2 separate regions of the Neogale vison genome follow, and region 2 is linked to region 1. Evidence: chromatin contacts called from public Hi-C data. All regions are on one chromosome and are shown on one strand. Each heading gives the region's core, a stretch centred on a gene start, on an enhancer-like site or on the middle of the called end of the contact. The rest is flanking DNA. Distances are from core to core; before and after follow the strand shown.

Region 1 (6,112 bases), core at 1,837-4,336:
GACACTTTCAGCAACAGTAAAAAATTTAATTTACAAAAGCAGGAATTCAGTGAAGCCGCCTGGCTGGAACCTGAAAGAGGAGAAGGAGGTATCAAAATGAGACCGATGACCCTTCTTTCCACATCCTCTTCTCACTGGGCCCTGTGCTCCTGGGGCAAGGGCTGACAGCCCCACTGCTCCGAAGCTGGGCCACCAAAGCCGATTCTCTGTGACCTGTTCGGTGGATTATCTGCAGCAAGGGTTTTGGGTTTTTTTAAAATCACTTAGTCAAGATTTATTTTAATGACTGAAAACATTCAAACTAACCACAGGGTACTCCTTGCGGCCAGATTCTGACCCCCTTTAATCCATTCCCAAGCAGCCTCACCAGGTCAACGGTGTATGATATACAAGGGGGCAAATGTCTAACATGGGAAGACAGTGCCCAGAGCCCTATAAAGTATATCCCAAAGTCCGATCAAGGCCCTGGGAAGTGTGCAGAACTTAGAATCACAACATGGGACACAGATCCTCATTTGGGACAGGGAAAGAGGCACACATGCCTGGTATCCCTCTCCACTCTGCAGTCTGTCACCATTAACCAGTGTTGCACAGGCCCAAAGACCCCGCTACTGGGGATGTGGGAAACTTCTCTAGTGCCCACCCTGTCACAGCTCTTACCCTTGGGAGCTCATACGTAGATGCCAACCCAGAGCAGCAGGAAGAGGACTCCAAAACCCATGAAGAGCGAGGCCACCAAGGAGATGAGGAGCTCTTTGTAGATATCCCGAGTGTATTTGGTGGAGGTAACCTCATAACTGGCAGGATGATTAAGGAGAAGCAAAGGGATGGACTGGGTAGGACAGGAAGCCTGGCCAGTGCAGCGCCAGGAAAAAGGTACACAGTGAGCCTTCCAGAAGGCTTGCCTGGCTCAGGGTAGCCAGGAAGTGGGGCCTGAGAGCTGACCTGACTCTGTTGCTTCATACCAGCCCTCAACCAGCCATGAAGAAAATCAGGCCCAGAGGGGTTAGGTCACTTGCCCCAGGTCACACAGCTAGCGGACAGTGGAACTGACACTAGTCCGCAGATCTGCCGCCTGAGCATTCCCTTCTTTTGCCACTTTTCCAACTTCAGATCCCCTATCCCCAACCTCCAGCCCAGCCAGGTCTTCTGTTCACTATCCTGGAAATCTGAAGAGCAAACTAAGCTCCCCTGAACTTGGGAAATAAGGCCAGCACCTGACCTTGGACATCAACAGCTTTTCTCCAACCTCCTTACTTTCCCCCTATTCCCACACCAGAGCAAAACCGGCAGTGTGCATGTACCCAGCAGTTTCTCCCTCAGTTTCCCCACATTGCTAATTCTGGCCTCACTGGCTGCTCAGTAAAAGGATACACGAAGAACCAGGCCGTAAAGAACATGCCAATGGCCAACAGCACCACGGTCAGATGAGGGAAGACAGCAGGGTTCACTGGGCTGGTGTATCTGCTCATGGCCTCTAGCTCCTAGGGGACGGCATGAGATCAGAGCTATCAAAGAATCCCAGGACTTCAATCTGAGGGGGGTAGTATGAGGTCATCAAGGAGCCTCCTCCTTCTAGGACTGTTAAAGGTCTGTTCCTGCCTGGGAAATATAGAAGTCCTCCAGAACCAACATCAAGCAATTCCATTTGGAAATGATATCAATGGTATCTTAAACTAAAGGTGGAACTTGTGCTTTTTCAATATGAGAGAGGAACGGCAGCTCAGAGTCAGAGGCTGACACAGAAGGTGACTGACTGGTTATCCGTCGGTGGTCCCTAACATTTTTTGAGACCACTGATGACTATGAAAAAAATGTGATAAAAAGTATGGACCCCACCTGGGGTAAACCACAAGCAAGAAAAAGTTTGCCTGTAATTTTAGAAACTCTATGGACCCATGTCTGTAGACACCAAGTTCAGAATTCTGCTGTAATTCAGAGCCTGGGCTGGGACCCAGTCTCAACTTCTACACCTGTCTTCTTCCCACTATGCTATTAATGGAACCTCAGGCTCTACTAGGAATGACTTCGGTTAATAATCTGGCTCTACTGAATAACACGAGTCTCAGTAAAACAGTTATAATAACACCCACTCACAGAGTTGGTGTATGATTTAAGAAAGATGACAAACGTCAAAGCAACTAGCTCACTTCTTGGCATAGAGTAGTCGTTCAAAAAGTGCTTGTTTCCTTCCCAAGCTTACAGGGAAGATTATGAGGTAATGCTTGTGAAGGAGCGCTGTAAACGGTAAAGTTCTGTACAAATGTTGACTTCCATTGTCACTCCCCAGCCAACGCTCCTAATGTCCAGAACATAACAACTCTAGAGAAATAAACTGACCCCATTGTTCTAGGAGACACTGGAATTCAATTCAGTAAACATTTATGGGCTCCCTCCCCCCCAAAATGATAAAGACAATGGCTGCCATTCACTGGGCTTCCAATTGCAGGCCCTGTGTTTGGCACTGGGAATACAAAGATGAATAGACATCATCCCAGAGCTAGAGGCACGTCCGATGGTGGTCACTAGGAGGCGTGGCAGATAACAAAGAAGTCCAGGACATGTGGCAAGAGGTCTGTACGGAGGTTGTGGGAGCTCCCAGGAGAGAGCGGCCAAATCGGCCGTCCACCACCAAGAAGGTTGAGCATCTGCCCTGGGCCTCGTAGGATGAGTAGGAGTTCAACAGGAGGAAGAAGTTTCCACATAAAGATAACAGCTTAATCACAGGCGACACAGATAAAAAGCTCAAGGTATTAAAAATGCACCTCACACGCCTCACCCCTTAAACGTCAAGAGATCAAAACCTCAGCCTAACGAATCCCAGGCAAGGGGCTTCCCTTCCCGCCCCTAAGCCCAAGCCGGAGGGTACAGGAGCCTCCGGCTGTCTGGATCTCGGGCGTCTGAGGCCTTCGCGAGAGAAACCGAGTGTGGAACGGGCCCCAAGGGGTCCTCACAGTCCCGAGCAGAACACCCCTCAACCCCCTCACCATTTTGCCAGGCACGGGGTCATCCGCCGCTCAGCCACCGGAATAACACGTCGGCAGGGGCAGGCGCACTGCTCTGCGGAAGAGGAAGTGCCTCCCCCGCGAGTGGCATTGTGGGATTTGTAGGCCTGTGGGCTTGGGCGTAGAGGGGGCTACGGCCTGTGGGCGCCTGCTGTGGAGCTGGGGCAAGGGTACCCCCGAGCCGCTGAGAGGGTTCGCTCTCCCCGGCGGGACTGTTTGGCCCAAGGGAAACTGGCCGAGGGGGTCGAACCTGACCCCACACTTCCCAGGAGGCTGTGCGCGGCGGCGGTCACGTGACGGGAGCGCGGGCTTTGGAAGACGGCGGAGCGCGACAGGATCCGCTGCGGAGCTGTGCACGGTGCGGAGCTGAGCAGCGTCCTGGGCAGCACCCGACCCAGCGCTACTGTCCAGTCCTCGCGCTCCAAAGGCCAGGTGAGACCCCGTGGGAAGCGGGTCCGAGGGCGGCGGGGTCCACCTCACTCTGGGTGTTGGGGCGGGGGCCGGGGGGCCGTCTGCCGCGCGCGGGGTGGAAGCCAGAGCGCGGGCCCGCCACCTTCCCGCTCTGCGACTCGGACCGGTCGCCTGACCTCCCTTCATGTGTGGAAGGCGGGAGATAGCTTGCACTCTATGGGGCCGTTGGGTATTTTGACCAAGGTCCTGGATGAGAAACATTTTGGAGACTTCACTGGTTTAGACCCCTTTCCCGCCTGCCGCTGTTGGGGGCTGCGGGGGGCTGGCCGGCCGGCAGGCACGGACCCCTCGGTAAGCCTTCTAGCAAAGCAGCCGGCCTGAGGCGGGACCCGACGATCGAGTGGCTTCTGCGGGAGGAGCGGTTCCGGGCACCCGTGTATGGCAGGAGCCAGAGGATGGCGGGAGGAGGGCACGGCTGAGCAGCCGTGAGAAAGGGCAGGGCTTCTCCCGGACTGTGAAGGTAGGTTGGGAAGCAGAGCACGGAGGATCTTGACACCAGGTTGAGTGTTAGGACTTGAGTAGAAGCGGGGATTGTAGCTTTATGATGCTTTAGAAAGAATCCTGAAAAGTGGGAGCAGCGAAAAGGTCTGGTGTCATCTTTCTTGGAGTGTTGGACCACCGGTGGACACACGATGGCTTTATTTATTTTTTAAGATTTTATTTATTTGTTTGAGAGAGAGAGAGAGAGAGCATGAGAGGGGAGAGGGTCAGAGGGAGAAACAGACTCCCTGCTGAGCAGGGAGCCCGATGCGGATGCGGGGCTCGATCCCAGAACCCTGGGATCATGACCTGAGCCCAAGGCAGAGGCTCTAACCCACTGAGCCACCCAGGCGCCCCTCAGGCAGGATTTCTTTGGGAAACGTTATTGCTGCCAAGGCCTTACGGCTGATTGAATGAGGCCCACCCATGCGATGGAGGATAATCTCCTTTGCTTAAAGTTAACTGATGATGTCACAAAATTACCTTCACAACAACACCTGGATTGGTGTTAGAGTAAATAACTGGGCTCCGCAGCCTAGCCGAGTGGGCACATAAAACTAACAGGCACCACTGCTAAGAGGTGGGGAGCCAGAGGAATGAGTTGGGGGTGTTCAGTGACTGGCATAAAGGTACAGAGGAGGAATGTATGAGTTGTCAGTGAGTTGGCAAGAAGATAGATGACTTCTGTTTTTATTTGGCCACTGTGCACATTCAGCTTTGTATTATGGTTGCTTTTGTACTTGTGTCATCTCTGTTTAGCCAGTATTTGCTTGTCCTTTAGGGCTTGGTTCTGTCATTATGGTCCCTGGGCTCCTCAGGCCAGGGTAGGCACTGTCCTCCGGACTCGTGGGGTCCTCGATGCCCACCCCAGTGGTAGCCCTTACTGCGTGCGAGACCTATTGCTGCCTTCTCCATGAAACCTTAAGTCCCTCAACACCAGCAGCATCTTATTCCTCTTAACACCCAGTTTTTTCCTCCGATACCCAGGAAGCCTTACTAGTAATTGAGTGGCCTCACTTGTTAGAGGGTACGTTTTTTTGCTAATGGCAACCTTATCTCGTTCGTGTTTTCATCTTCTGCGGTTCCATATTGGTGTCGTCCTTGTTGGGCTCAGTTTGTTCGGTTGAAGACATGAAGTTGGTGAGATAGCAGCGTGAGCCTTTGCATCCTTTAAATTCCTCCTCTTCTCACTTTACTCCTTTCTTTTTCAGCTGTCCCTCCTCTGTATTGCTATGGGAATTCAAGGCCTGGCCAAACTGATTGCTGATGTGGCCCCTGGTGCCATCCGGGAGAATGACATCAAGAGCTACTTTGGCCGCAAGGTGGCTATTGATGCCTCTATGAGCATTTATCAGTTCCTGATTGCTGTTCGCCAGGGTGGGGACGTGCTGCAGAATGAGGAGGGGGAGACTACCAGCCACCTGATGGGCATGTTCTACCGCACCATCCGCATGATGGAGAACGGCATCAAGCCCGTGTATGTCTTCGACGGCAAGCCGCCGCAGCTCAAGTCGGGTGAGCTGGCCAAACGCAGCGAGCGGCGGGCGGAGGCGGAGAAGCAGCTGCAGCAGGCTCAGGCCGCGGGGGCCGAGGAGGAGGTGGAGAAGTTTACTAAGAGGCTGGTAAAGGTCACCAAGCAGCACAATGACGAGTGCAAGCACCTGCTGAGCCTCATGGGCGTCCCGTACCTTGATGCGCCCAGTGAGGCCGAGGCCAGCTGTGCCGCCCTCGTGAAGGCTGGCAAAGTCTATGCCGCGGCCACCGAGGACATGGATTGCCTGACCTTTGGCAGCCCCGTGCTAATGCGGCACCTGACTGCCAGCGAGGCCAAGAAGCTGCCCATCCAGGAATTCCACCTGAGCCGGATTCTGCAGGAGCTGGGCCTGAGCCAGGAGCAGTTTGTAGATCTGTGCATCCTGCTGGGCAGCGACTACTGCGAGAGCATTCGGGGCATTGGGCCCAGGCGGGCCGTGGGCCTCATCCAGAAGCACAAGAGCATCGAGGAGATTGTGCGGCAGCTTGACCCCAGCAAGTACCCGGTGCCGGAAAACTGGCTCCACAAGGAGGCCCAGCAGCTCTTCCTGGAGCCCGAGGTGCTTGACCCAGAGTCTGTGGAGCTGAAGTGGAGCGAGCCAAACGAAGAGGAGCTCGTCAAG
Region 2 (6,112 bases), core at 2,590-5,089, 280 kb after region 1:
TGTTAAATGTCTGTTCTTTCTGGGGTAATCTACAGGTTCAGTGCAATTTCTACCAAGTTTCAATGGCATTCTTGATAGAAATAGGAAAAATAATCCCAAAGTTCACACGGAACCACAAAAGACCAAATTGCTCAAATCAATCTTAAGCAAAAGAAAGTTGGAGGCATCGCCCTTCCTGATTCCAAAATATATCACAGAGCCTAGTAATAGAAAATGTGGTACTGGCACAAAAACAGATACACAGACCAATGGAACAGAATAGGGAACCCAGAAATAAGCCCACACATATATGATCTACTAATCTTCGATGAAGGCACCAGCAATGCACAGTGGGGACAAAATAGTTTCCTCAATTAAAGGTACTGGGAAAACTGGATATTCACAAGCAAAAGAATGGGCCCCTATCTTTTTTTTTTCTTTAAGATTTTACTTATTTATTTGAGAGAGAGAGAGAGGGAGAGAGCGAGCACGTGTGAGCGCGTGAGCATGAGTGGGGGGCGGGGAGGAGCAGAGAGAGAGGGAGAAGCAGGCTCCCCCTGAGCAGGGACACCACACCCCAATCATGACCTGAGCTGAAGGCAGATGCTTAACTGATTGAGCCACCCCTATGCCCTGAAACTGGGCCCGTATCTTAAAAATTAACTCATTAACTCAGAAATTAACTTAGTTCCTGGGTGGCTCAGTGGGTTAAGCATCTGACTCTTGATTTCAGCTCAAGCCATGGTCTCAGGGTCGTGGGGGTCAAACTCTGCATTGAACTTGGTTTTCAGTGTCTGCTTGTTTCTCTCCCTCTGCTCCTCCCCCCACCCCCGTGCGCTCGCGCTCTCTCTCTCTGTAAAATAAATAAGTAAATAACTAAATAAATAAAATCTTAAAAAGAAATTAACTCCTAAATATTAACTCAAAATGGAGTAAAGACTTAAATATAAAACCTGAAATTGTAAACTCCTAGAAGAAAGCATGAGGAAAAACTCCTTGGCAGTGGCCTGGTGATGATTTCTTGGGTGTGACACTAAAAGCACAGGTAACAAGAACAAAAATAGACAAATGGGACTACCTCAAACTTTATAATTTCTGCCCAGTGAAGCAAATAATCAATAGAATGAAAAGGCAACCTACAGAATGGAAGGAAATATTTGCAAACCACATATCCGATGAGGGGTTCATATCCAAAATATATAAGAAAATTCCCACCACTCAACAACAATGAAACAAACAGTCCAGTTTTAAAACGGGCAAAGGGGGCGCCTGGGTGGCTCAGTGGGTTAAAGCCTCTGCCTTCGGCTTGGGTCATGATCCCAGGGTTCTGGGATCGAGCCCCAAATCGTACTCTCTGCTCAGCAGGAAGTCTGCTTCTCCCTCTCTCTCTGCCTGCCTCTCTGCCTACTTGTTATCTCTATTGAACAAATAAATAAAACCTTTAAAAAAATAAAAAATAAATGGGCAAAGGAGGATGCCTGGGTGGCTCGGTTGGTTAAACACCTACCTTCAGCTCAGGTCATGATCCTGGAGTCCTGGGATCAAGTCCCGCATCGGGCTCCCAACTCCATGGGAGTTTGCTTCTACCCCTGACCTTCTCCCCTCTCATGCCCTCTCTCACTCTCTCTCAAATAAATAAAATCTTTATTTTTTTTTAAATAAAAACTTAAAAAAAGAGTAAGTTTAATTCTTCTTTTTTTGGGGGGCAGGGTAGTCTTCCTGTGATTTGAAGGCATCTAAACACATCTCTTTTCTCACATCTGCCCTAAATAATTCTTCCTAAAGAGGAGGTAAGCTCTTCCAGATACTTGAGGGTTTTTTTTTTTTAAGATTTTACTTATTTTTATTTGATAGGGACACAGCGAGAGAGGGAACACAAGCAGGGGAGTGGGAGAGGGAGAAGCAGGCTTTCTGCCAAGCAGGGAACTCGATGCAGGGCTTGATCTCAGGACCCTGGGATCATGACCTGAGCCAAAGGCAGACGCTTAACGACTGAGCCACCCAGGTGCCCTAAGACTTGAGGTTTGGTTCCAGTTCTTTAGCTACTCTATCTCCACAGGTTACTTACCCTCTTTTTTCACCAGGTAAAAGGGGGATAAAACTCTACAGCCTGTTGTGAGGAGATAATGCATGGAAGAGTGTGGGAATGAATATAGTCGCAGAGTGGGCGTTCAGGAAATGGTAGCTTGGAGGTAAGTTTCCGCTGTTATTGGCCAGGTTGTTCCTCCCTGTGTCCCACAGGGCAGTGTTCCAAGGTAGACACGGGCCTCTCGGGCTGGGTGAAGTAGAACAAGACTTCTCCTTACACACACTTTCCTCCCACGTTCCCGCCTCTCAGTTTGCTTTGACATGATTTGGGGGTTGAAATGGGCAGTGCTGGACATCTCTAAAGGAGGCTAAGTAAGACAAACATGGGGGGCCAAAAAGGCATCCGGGGGTGAAGGCCATTGTTATTCCCCTGTGAAAGGAGGCAGTGGAACTAGACTGGGTAGGAGGTTCAGGGGCACCTGCCTTCTGCTGGGGTTGTGATCCCAGAGTCCTGGAATCACAGCCCCCAGGCTGGGCTCCCTGCTCTGTGGAGAGTCTGCTTCTCCCTTTCCAACTCCCCCCGCTTGTGTTCCCTGTCTTGCTATCTCTCTGTCAAATAAATAAATAAAATCTTAAAAAAAAAAAAAAAAAGCTATGCCACAGAAACATAGGAACTGGAAAGATGATCCAGCTTAACTTTTTTTCCCCCCAATCTTGGTCAAAACATAAAAATTTACCATCTTAACCATTTTTAAATGGACATTACAGTATATTAACTACAAGCACATTATTGTGCAGCAGATTCCTAAAACTTTTGTAATTTTCCATCTCACAAAACAGAAACCATATTGAATAATTCCCCTCTCCCCTCCTCCCCCCCAGCACTTGGCAAACACACCACTCTACCTTCTGTGTCTAAGAGTTTGACTGCTTTAGATACCTCTTGTAAGCAAAATCATGAAATGTTGGTCTTTCTGTAACTGACTCATTTCACTTGGCATCGTGTCCTTAAGGTTCACCTGTGTCATAGCAGATGACAGCATTTTTTTTTTTTCCCTGCAAGGCTGGGGAACAATAGTCCAGTGTATGCCTATGCCCCATTTTCTTTATCCAGTCATCAACTGATAAATATTTAGACTGCCACCACCTCTTGGCTATTATTCATAATGCTGCAGCAATGAACACGGGTGATGAGTACCTCTTCCAGATTTAATTGCTTTGGCAACCCTGACTCAGAGTAAAGTGAATGACTAAAGAAATTTTTCGACGTGGTAATATTGCCATTTGGGGTTGAGAACACTGTTCCAAAAAAACACTCAAGGGCCAGTATAGGTAGGACTCAGGCTGCTGGGCTCTGGAGAAACACAAAGTCTGGCGCGCTCTATAAAGAATATCCTTTTAAAGTCTCAAAAAATGACAGAGGTCAGATAGATGCCATTACGAAGAAGAGAGCTAGACTAAGAAACTGCAAAGCTTAAGGTTCCCGCGATGTAAGCAGGGTCCTGAGGTCCGGCCCCACCGATACCCCGCCCCTCCTCTACGACTTCCCCCGCCTCCCGCGGGACGTCGCAGTGCATGTTGGGGCTTGCAGTTCCGGCGTGAGGGGTCGTGTGCGCGCGCATCCACCGCCGGGCGCGACTTCCTCCCTCCGCCGCCTCCCGTCGCTCCCGGAAGCTGAGCAGGTTAAAGTTTCAGCCCTTCCTTTCCCCTCCCCTTAGTCCCGCAGACTGCCAACCCACGTAGCTAATAGGTGGCCGGGCTCGCGCTTTCTCTTATCTGATTGGCTTAGAGTCTTGTAGCGTCTAGACAAACTCGCCTGGGATTGGTCGAATCTTCAGTTTTGAAATTTCGGAGGTTTCGCCGCGCTGCGCGGCCCCATTGCGTCTCCGAAGCGGTGAGCCCTGGAGACCCAGAGCGGAGAGTTTTGGGCCGGCCGGGGGCTCTGCTAGGGAGGCCGCCGGACTTGGATCGGAGCAGCACTTAGCAGACGCGGTGCAGTCGAGTGAGTGCGCGGGGCGGCCGGCGGGGCTGGGGGTGGTTGGCGGTTCTCTACCCTCCCGCCAACTCCGGAGCGGGGGTGTGACACCCTCCGCTTCGCCCCGCGGCCTGGAAATGCACGGGCCACTTCTTCAGGTGGCGAGGTGATCTGCCTTGGTCCTGGGGCCTGAGATGATCCCTTATCCTCCGCCTAGGTCACCAGATTCCGAAAGAATAATATTCCTCCCCCTTTCCGGTCGGGTGCCTTGTTTTGTGCTGGGAGACCCTTTGTTGACCTGGACGCACATGAAACGCACACCAACCCGGGATTATGCCAGATGGCATTTCTGTACAGTTAACCCTCGCTCAACACCTCCCCCACCAGCTGAGCAACGTTTTAAATTGACCATTTCCGGAGGCCAGGGCCGCCCCTCATTTGTCCCTCCGCAAGGACTTCCGCAGTCAGCGAGCGGTTCGGTTCCATCCCGCCGCCGTGGTCTTCCCTGCGGGTGTCCAGGCCCAAACCAGGCACCCACCCTTTAGAGACTGAAATCGAGTCGGCGGCATAGATTGTGGTCAGGAGCACGGTTTAAATCCACTCATTACTGGGGGACTTCGACTTCTCCTTGCCTCAGTTTCCTCATCTGCACACGGGTGTCCTTGAGATCATGGTGGGCGGTAAATGGGATGATGCCCTACCTGAGACTGAGGCAGGGCTCAGTAAGTGGGAGCAGCTATTTATGATCGCGACCAGACCTTCGCTGAGGTGTGGTAGACGGTTAAGTACTCCACTTCCTGCACCTCAATAAACGGGCCCGTGGTCTCGTGGGTGGTGTGAGGGAAGCACTGGGAGAGGAAGGTGTGCTCCCTTCTCCCTTGGTGGGATGTTGGCTGCCCTGATTTGTGCACACAGGTTCTTCACGGGCAGAAGAGATTTTCTTACTGTTCTTCCCAGGAGCCTCTGTGGTACACTGATCCTTTCTTAGAGTCATCTCTCTGTTCTAACTTATAGTGACCCTTTTTAAAGAGCCAAGCTGAGGTCTCAAAAAAAAAAAAAAAAAAAAAAACCACCTTTATCATGGAAGAAGCCTAAATAAACACTTTTTTTGCACGTTGTAAAAGAAGCTCTCGCCAACTCTGCTATTTTGAACAATTACTTAAAAAAGAAAAAAGATAGTATAGGGTTGCTTGCTGTTGCTCTTGAGTGAACCTTTGTTTTGGTTTTGGCTTCTTTAAACAATTTTCTCTTTCCTGGCCTGGAACTGGGGTCCTGCAGTTTGCCAGGGCTGAGCTCTGGGACAGAGGGTCTGAGGGGAGGGATGGCAGCACAGAGGCCATGCCTGTGATTGGCTGGCTTCGGAGCTGTTACTGCCCAAAGCTTCTGCAGTCCTTCCTAACTGGCCCTACCCTGATTAAGGCTGCTTCTGGCATCTAGGAGCAGGAGCCTAACCTGTGTATGGCGTGCCCTAACCTGTGTCAAATGGTGTCCCTGTGTGTTGCCTGGGGGGAGAGGTACCTATAGGATGTTTATTTCTAGGTGTAGAACTGACAGATGAATTAATTCATTCAATAAGTAGTCCGTTTATGCCAGGCACTGTGCCAGGCTCTGGGCTTTCATCTGCAAGCAAGACAGACAAAGGCTTACAGTGGGGGAGCAAATGTTTAGTGGACAGAGACAGGCAGTAAGTGAACAGATAGATACACAGTTACCCAAGTGCCACGCAGAGAACTGAAATCTATAGATGGGATCTTGGTGGTGGTCAGGTCCTTCCTGTGTTGCTGAGATGCAGGTACAAATCGGAGACAGAAGTTTCCAGATGGAGGACAGATCTTGCTTGAGGAGCAAAGGCTAGCGTGCCCTGGAAATCAGGCCCCAGGAAGTCTTGTGAAGCTGCAACAGGGCCTGGTGTTAAGCTCTATGAGGGGGTCAAGGGATCAGTGATTTAGAACCTCCTTCTGGGAGCTTCAATTTCTTTTTTTAATATTTATTTATTAGAAAGAGAACTTGTGCAGAGTGGGGGAGGGGCAGAGGGAGGGAGAAACTCTGGACTCCCAGCTGAGAGCAGAGTGACCCTGGGGTCATGACCCAAGCCAAAACCAAGCCACTTAACCGACTGTGGCACCCAGA

The links. A called contact is a pair of places that touch in the nucleus more often than the background predicts.
Region 2: a Hi-C map of muscle shows a contact between it and region 1, with 9 times the contacts expected there. The contact joins the promoter of LOC122912997 here to the promoter of TMEM258 in region 1. A contact is called at or near these places in 2 of 3 Hi-C or Micro-C datasets (fibroblasts and muscle).

What each region holds. Positions count from the first base shown.
Region 1 is chr7:197,524,668-197,530,779 of ASM_NN_V1, forward strand. It overlaps TMEM258 (transmembrane protein 258), which reads right to left and starts at 3,087. Exons shown (of 4, transcript XM_044259435.1): 1 at 2,988-3,087; 2 at 1,375-1,484; 3 at 661-797; 4 at 1-70. The coding sequence starts at 2,990. The coding sequence ends at 671. FEN1 (flap endonuclease 1) reads left to right here and starts at 3,099. Exons shown (of 2, transcript XM_044259433.1): 1 at 3,099-3,437; 2 at 5,168-6,112. The coding sequence starts at 5,189.
Region 2 is chr7:197,807,492-197,813,603 of ASM_NN_V1, forward strand. LOC122912997 (inner centromere protein) reads left to right here and starts at 3,840. Exons shown (of 18, transcript XM_044259448.1): 1 at 3,840-4,009.